2 separate regions of the Drosophila melanogaster genome follow, and region 2 is linked to region 1. The links are chromatin contacts, called in public Hi-C maps. All regions are on one chromosome and are shown on one strand. The core of a region is the stretch at or near the end of the contact, and the rest is flanking DNA. Distances in the headings are between cores, read along the strand shown. Region 1 holds the start of Alg-2 (Apoptosis-linked gene-2). Region 2 holds the start of CG41099.

Region 1 (4,072 bases), core at 680-3,179:
TCGAGTTTCACGACTATCAGATACCCGTTAGTTCAGCTAGTTCACGTGGGACATAGAATTTTCAACATTTTCAAGGAATAACAAGAGAAATTGAGGGGAAAAATAATTTTAATGTTCTAAGGTCTGGCCGAGATAGATTTGGGTGGTGTCCAGAGTGGGCGTGGGCAAAATGTTTTCGCCATATCGATAAAATTGGAAAAACAACTGAAAAAAAAGAGAGAGTGCTATAAACAAGTTCCCTGACTATTAGATACCCGTTACTCAGCTAGTGTGAATGCGAATGCGAAATTTTTTTATTCTTCTGGGATATCGATAGATATTGGGGATTAAAATGAGAAAAAATTTAAGAATTGTTCCAAAGTGTGGGCGTGACCGGTTCGACGACTTTAGGGCGTTAAAGTGGGCGTGGGAGAAGCTGCGTCTATGTCTCTAGAATCTGTATGCTTAATCTCAACCTTCTAGCTTTAATAGATTCTGACATATAGATTTACACTCGGCTGTTGATCCTGATCAAGAATATATGCTTATTTTTGCCTGTTACAGACTTTTAATCTAGTATAACCTTTTGATTTGTGGGATTAAAACGTTCTAAAGAAAATATGCCCTGCGTAAGCATTGCTAGAATCACTAGTTACTCTACGAGTAACGGGTATAACAAATTAGAATGCTATGGTAAATTACCTTGCCTATCATAGCTTAAAAGATGTGTATTTAGATATTGATAGAAATAAGTAAAGTTGTGGACGCTTTAGCCGCTTTGTGGGATTGCTAGAATCACTAGTTCACAACGTTTATACTAGTGTTTCTGATCAGGGATATACACACTTTATAGGGTCGAAACCGCTTCCACTACATACTTCTCAACGAACGAACGGGTATACTACCCGTTTACGAGTAAAAGGTATAAAAAGGATGGCATAGAGGGAAATGCGCCAACAACGGGAAACGACAACAACTTATATATGAATATAATCAATAATAGGAAATATAGACATAAGCACTCTCAGCTAAACTTTACACATCCTTAGCGAGCATAACAATGGGAAAAGCATTGCTATAATATCTCCAACTTCTCCAACTTGCACACCCCCAATCGAAGTAATGGGTATCTGATGATTAGCATACCTCCCGTGCACTCCCACTACCTGAGTAACTGGTAGTAAAGAACTCGACTATAGCGTTCTGACATATTTATAAGTGGTGAGCGTTTGTTTGCAAAGACATTAGAAAAAACCCGAAACGCCATACAATTTTTTCGTGCTGGCTTCAAAGCTATCTCAAAAATTTTTTCATAAGCCAGACAGCGAAAATCTCTAGAGCCAACAGCTACCTTGTACTCATATATTGCAATAACAGTCATACTTACATACAGCACAATACAACATTGAATAAAATCATCGAAAAGAATTGTACCACGCCCAAAGCGGTCAAATTTTCGTAGTAAGACGTCGATTAGGTGGTCAGATAAACGATAACCAAATGATGTCAGTGCTGTTTTCAGCTCAGTTTTGTCAATATTTCCAGAATTGTCACGATCAAAGGATCGAAAACAATTTTGCCAATCCGTCACATACTTCCACAACGCTCCAAAATCTTTAAAGGACACAGTCCCTTTATTTTCACGATCAAACATTCCAATCATCAAACGGATAGTCTCCGGATTAAATGCAGACCAGGTACCATTCGAAAGGGCCACTTGTAGCTCATCTGCGGATATATGACCACTCCTATCTTTATCCACTCTAAAAAAAAGTCGCTTTATCGCTAGTTAGAAGTATTTATTCTGTGACTGTTACCTTTGAAAAACATCCCAAAGAAATTGCTGGTCTGGCATACCATCATGATTGTAGGCCATTGGTGGATACAATTGGTTTGTTACAGTGCAAACTTTGCAGAATAAAACTGTTATCGTTTATTTGAGGACATACAATTTTTGATTAATATCAATGTGCAATAATTTGACAATTTTAATTATACCATATTCCAACAGACCTAAATGTTTCATTATAGACTATTCGCACAGACAACAGTTGAGAGATTTAATTCTAATATATGATATAGATTATTTATATCGCCATTAGTAAGCTAGCTCAACAAGTTTTGACATAGTTTTAAGATTTAAGATATGTAATTAAAAGGAAATAGGTCTGTTAAAAAATCGCTTTTCCGTAACCAATTTTTAAAATTGACTAATGGATTAGCTAACGGAAAATCCCTCTTCTGTTTTAGGAGAGTAAATATATAGATATAGAATAAAACACCTAAACGCATATATAACGAAACTTTTTTCCCTAACCTTCAGCTATTTATATGGCACAACTAAACTGCAGATTAACCACCCACAGGTAGACCTTTAAGAATGCTACAGAAAACACTTTCGCTTCAATTTCGCTACAGCACGAAAACACTCTCTTTGACTCTTTGATCAAAGTCAAAAACACATACAAAATTTTTTTTTACAAAATTTAAAATTATTCTTTTTAAGTGATTAAAATAGCCGTATTAATAATTACATATGTAAGCATAATCATTATGGCCCAGTGCCCAATCCAATACAATTTGTGCACCTGCAGTGACACTATTTAGTAAGAATTTAGAATAATATTATATAAAAACACGAAACCAGAGTAGAATTTTTGGAGTATCAGATACCCGATACTCATCTAGGGGGAGAGAGCTGTAGAAATTTAAAAATATTTGTTTCTTTGTTAAGCTTTAATATATTAAACTATTTATTAAATTTTTAGGTGACGATTTATTTTGCCATTTCATTAGAAACTGGTAAAGCAAAAAATGAAATTTAAAATCATAGTTCAAAAAATTTTTTAAATGGAGGAATAAAAATTTTGTACGTTTGTGTCAAACCCAAACTAAGGCAGACGAAGCGTGTCAGGTAATTGAGCCAATTGGAACATTATCATCGGGGATATAACATTGTTCCAAAGTGTGGGCATGACTGGCTGGTCGACTTTTGGGCGATAGAGTGAGCGTGGCAAAAAGTTTTTTGGCAAATCGATACAAATTTACAGGATGGCATTGCCGGCCGTCCTAACACAAGTAACAGCCAACGATTACCAGCTATCTCTGGAGTACGAACATGACGTGAGTTTAAAGAACTTGGAAAAGATGGCCGAGGTCATTCCTAACGGAGGCAGAATTGGCTCTGCTCACCTTTTCTCTCTTGTGTTTCCTGTGGAGGAAACCAGGCAATATCACCGTGATCTCGCATCCGCCCGTTGCCTCCGGACAGACCAAGGCTACTTAACCTGTGGGACGCAGGTCTTAAAGGGGGAGGAGTTAAAACGCAGCACTTTCTTCTCGGGGTAAGCGGGGCAGTTCCTACCCCACCACCATCGCAGCGTCAGCATCTGGCTCGCTGGCACCACTGCAGCGGCGGTCATTGTTCTGTAAGCGGTTCAGTTCGTACCCCACCTTCATCGCAGCGTCGAAGCCGACAACATTAGCGTCCGGTTGATTGAATTTTTCTATCCTAAGTGTATTGAAATAAATTGATTATTATATATGGAATATATTACGAATTGTTATAGATCATCTGGATCATCATCACCTTTTTTAGGATTTCAGAATGATTTCGCTATGGGAATTTATTGTTTTCTTTTGAATTATTAATTTGAATAATAATGATAGAAATTGTCTTTTTGTATAATTCTAATTGATTATAGGATTCTTAGCTATGTGTGAATGAAGTAAATCTTCGCTGTTGACTGTCTGTCATGCAATTGTTATTCTCCTAATATTTCTTTCAAAGCTTAAACTGTACTGCCTGTCCGTTTATATTCCATATGCCTAAATCTACATTTTGTTTAACAATTATATTACAGGAAGTGCACTTAAAACTTGTTTCGCGTAGTGTGTTATATGAAATAGGAGGATCACACGGAAATCCCAGTGATCTAGTGAACACAGGTCTGGGAGTTCTCATGGGCAACCAATGGCCCTATAATGAACACTCATTAGAAACGGGCAAAAAATGAAATTTAAAATCATAATTTAGTAGTCTTATGACGAAGAATTGGCCAAATTTTGTTAAACTGCCTTGCCAAAAATTAAT
Region 2 (4,072 bases), core at 664-3,163, 220 kb before region 1:
TTTGAAAAATGTTTTATTTTTTTCATTTTGTATATGTCCACTCAAGACCAAAAAAAGGTTGTCACACAATTTTCCTAGGTACTTGAAAAAAATGTTGTTCCCCAACAAATATTAAAGTTGTGGTAGGTCGCTTTAAGAAACGTTAATATTTACAACAATAATTTGTCTTTGACAAATAGAATTTAAACAAACGGTACTTAAGAAAAGCATATGATAAAAAGGATAGAAGTATGTAGAGAAGGGCGAAGGGTTGCGGTTGGTTTATTACGTTTCTGTTTAGTTGCATTTTAAATTTTGAGTCGTCAAGATCGTCGTCAGTACAAATTGTACTTACGAAAAGCAAATTACGACATAAAAGCGTTAAGTATTTCTGTTGTTTTATTGCGTTCAGTTCAGTTGCTTTTTCAATTTTTAATCGTCAAAATCGTCAGTGTGTTCTTAGAAATTTTTCGACTGATTTAAGGTTTGTATTTTGCAAGTAGCACATAATTAAATATGAATTGTATTACGCGTTTTTCTTTTCGTTTCGTTTATTTTCAATTATATTTTCATTTTCTCCATTATTTTAGCTTAACAGCATTAAACAGGTACATATGTAAATAGATGCTTATATTTATTATGTATTTTTATATTTATATTTTTATGTTGTTATTATTAATTATCATTGTCATGCAGATGTTTATTTATACCCTGGTATACCCTGGTAATATATTAACACGGCTACTGATACTGAAATTTGTACACTTGTGATTAAATAAAAAAAATGAAATATTTATTAAACCGGGATTTTGTTATATTTTTTGGGAACACTTCCCTTTCTTTGAAAGAAATATTATATCTACATAGATAATATATGGAATACATCTAGAAGACTGGGAAGAATACATCTAGAAGAAGGGATTGCTTACTGAAGCATTTCTGGGAATTAGTTAGTTAGAGTAGATTAGAGTCTCCATGTCCGTCAAAAAAGGTATGAAGGTAGAAATTGTAGGCCTTTTTAATTGATAAGTGAATGGATTACGCTTTCAAAAAGGTATTTTAGTTCCATTTAAACTCTAATATGTATAGGGAGTATGCTTAAACGACAACTAAGTCTTCGCACTATCTAACATCCATGTGGCATCCACCTCCATTTGCCAAAAATATTTTGACGTGCACCAATGTTTATACTAACGATGTCATTATTATAACTTCTAATATCAAACCAAAAACCTTTAAACAAGGTGAGATGAAAGTGTGCACTTTTTGTAAGCTTCCAGATAAAGTAGTAACTATTTCTATGACAAACTTTCTATTGTAATCGATGAGCATTTCATTTGGCTCTTAAAAAGGCACCTACACAGTTGAACACGTGAAATACGGACATATAATAGACCATGGTCAATATATGAGACCATATCTCAACAACAAGGCCTGCAGTTTATTATCTTTTCGGCAATAAATTTACGTAGAGATCATGCGAGAAAAAATCGGTGAGCGTCGGCCATTTAGCTGACTTCGGCTCATCCAAACTCATTATCCGCTCAGGGATGAGCGGACATTATGAAAATGAATCATATAATTGGTAGGCAAAGAGTCGTACTGAATTATTAGTTTTTATTTAAAGATTAAAGGACACGCTTCTCCCAAATACATCGCTCGTATGTGAATGCATATGCTGTCTAGGATGGAAGGCAAATAAAAATATATGTACATATGTATTTTCGCAACAATTGTGGCCGAACAGATACCTGTTTTCATAACATACCCATCAGATATGTGGGCACAAATTATTATAAAATACGAGTTTCTTCACGAAATGCACCCGCTGCTCTTAGTATTGATTTAATCGCAGCTGTATGTTCGGTCTTGAGTTGGTTCCGAATGTAGTGTGGTATAGCTCACTGTTATAAGACCCGATAATTACAACTGTTAGTATCAGCCCTGTCCATACTATGAATTTATCCAGTCCAAAGCGTTCTGACACAAATCATTTTTTTTTTTGAACGTACTACCGTCCTCGAAATCTAAGATATGTAACGTTTAACGAAATAGATTGATGATGGAAGGCAAGCGCACCTGTATTGGCGGGTGCACGCTTTAAAATCCGGCATATTTCCCATATTTCAGTTTTTTTCAGTGTTGTTCTTTTTCACTATATTCTTGTTTCATAAATTATTATTTTTTCAAATCAGTATCCTTCATCAAAAAAATATAAAAACGTAAGACAGTCGGTCTCGAGTAAATTCGGTTAGATTTTACTTAATATTTTATTGTTAACTTCCGCAATGTTATTTAAGTCCAATAAATTGTTCATTAGAATTTTTTAAATCATATGGAAACCCAAGTTCTAAAATAAATTTAAAATATTAAACGTGTTTAACTGTAACTGTAACTGAATTCAAATTATGTATACTTGCTGCACACAGGCAAAGAGTGATCGCCGATTAGTAGCGAAAACACTCAAAAAGGAATTAACCGTTGCTCGCAGGCAACTTGAGTGTTTGAGTACACAAGTTTCTTATATACATACATCGTTGTTCATTATACATATATGTTCATTATATATTCAACATAAAAAAATTGTAATTTACTTTTGTTTATTAAGCTTCCATGATATTCCCCGGTGTATAATTGGAAAATAAATTTTTTTTGCTTAACTTCTCTTCGTAATTTCCCTCAGTGTGTTGTGTGTGTTATATCCAATTTACATCTTATATGTTAATAAAATTCACTCAAATTTTTAATCCTCGGCAAACGATCGATTTCCCGGCGCATATGAGCTGAAATAAAAGCGTGGCATTTTACACGAATACTTTGAAAATGTACGAACACACAGATACTCTTACTCCAATTTCGAATCAAACGACTTTAAACAGACTTTTTATTTCAAATTTAACGCGAAAATTTAGACGCGCACTCTCTGAAAATGTATCCATCTTGGAAAAAATATTAGATTAGGTTAGCTTATAAAAAATATTTAATAATTAAAAAAATTCAATTTATATAAAATTAAATAAAAACACAAAAGTGATGTAAACTATTGCTTCTTCTTGGGTACATATTTTTATAACTTGTTGTAAAGCCTTATAAAATTTAATTTAAAAATAACTTCATATTCTCATTTTACAAGAAAACGAACTTTTCACAACTTGACTCCACGACGATTTGATTAGAAAAGAAATAAAACGGAAACTCTAGCCGGGTCTAGGCCATCAGAGGAAATCACGTTCAGCTGAGAGTCGCTCTATTTATAATTATCCCAAAACTTTCCGGGTGCAGCTGATAAAGAGTTGCACCTCGTCTTGTTATTCACTGCATTTAATATGACCCTAAATTAGAATCCCAAAGCTAAGCACAAGCTTCCTGTAGTTTGTCAATCCGGAGCTTTCAGAGTGATCTAACATAATAGTTTTAGTCGCTTTTAAAGATTTGATTTGTATGTTGTACTAGAAAAATTCATATTTCACTTAACCTTACTTGGTCCAGTCGTCCAAGTCGGGTATCCCCTCTATTGTTATCTGTTCATGCTAATAAGAGATACACTACCAAATGTTAAATTACGCAAACATTTCATATTAGTGAATTTGTTGGGTTGTTGTAAGGCGACCTTGAAGTTCTAAAAAGGCTGTATAGCAGTAAATCTGCGATTTCTCGGTTCACAAACTCAGATGCACCCATGGGATGCGGGTATAGCTTGGAGTATACTGTCTTATCATCGCTTGTTCGAATCGTGGCAATAACAAAAGTGTTAAATGGCAGTGTCTCGTTAGAGGCCGAAAATGACTTAGATCTGTTTGTAATCATGTTTTAAAATTTACATATTTTTTTTTACAGATTCTTGCTCGGCAATGTCATTTACGTTAGTGAAAGTTACTTTACTTCATAATTTCTGGCCTTATGGCTCAGTAATTGTATCAATCAAATAAGCAAGGTTTTATTTTGAGCAACCGTAAGCTTTCTGATCTTGGACAGAACGGAAGTACAAAAACATTTCAAAGCACATGTCTACCCTAGCTCCAATGCATGCAGCCATGAATCAACGTTCCATGCACCGCATTGCGTCACTCCGGATTACCGCTGTTAGATGTTT

What was found. A called contact is a pair of places that touch in the nucleus more often than the background predicts.
Region 2: a contact with region 1 is called in a Hi-C map of the OSC cell line, with 5 times the contacts expected there. A contact is called at or near these places in 19 of 107 Hi-C or Micro-C datasets (the Clone 8 cell line, the Kc167 cell line, the ML-DmBG3-c2 cell line and 9 more) and 3 of 7 datasets of targeted methods (the Kc167 cell line and the S2 cell line).

The regions. Positions count from the first base shown.
Region 1 is chr3R:3,621,000-3,625,071 of dm6, reverse strand. Alg-2 (Apoptosis-linked gene-2) reads right to left here and starts at 1,929. Exons shown (of 3, transcript NM_001110989.3): 1 at 1,797-1,929; 2 at 1,367-1,742. The coding sequence starts at 1,855.
Region 2 is chr3R:3,844,570-3,848,641 of dm6, reverse strand. It overlaps CG41099, which reads right to left and starts at 1,913. Exons shown (of 7, transcript NM_001110981.2): 1 at 1,748-1,913. The coding sequence starts at 1,751.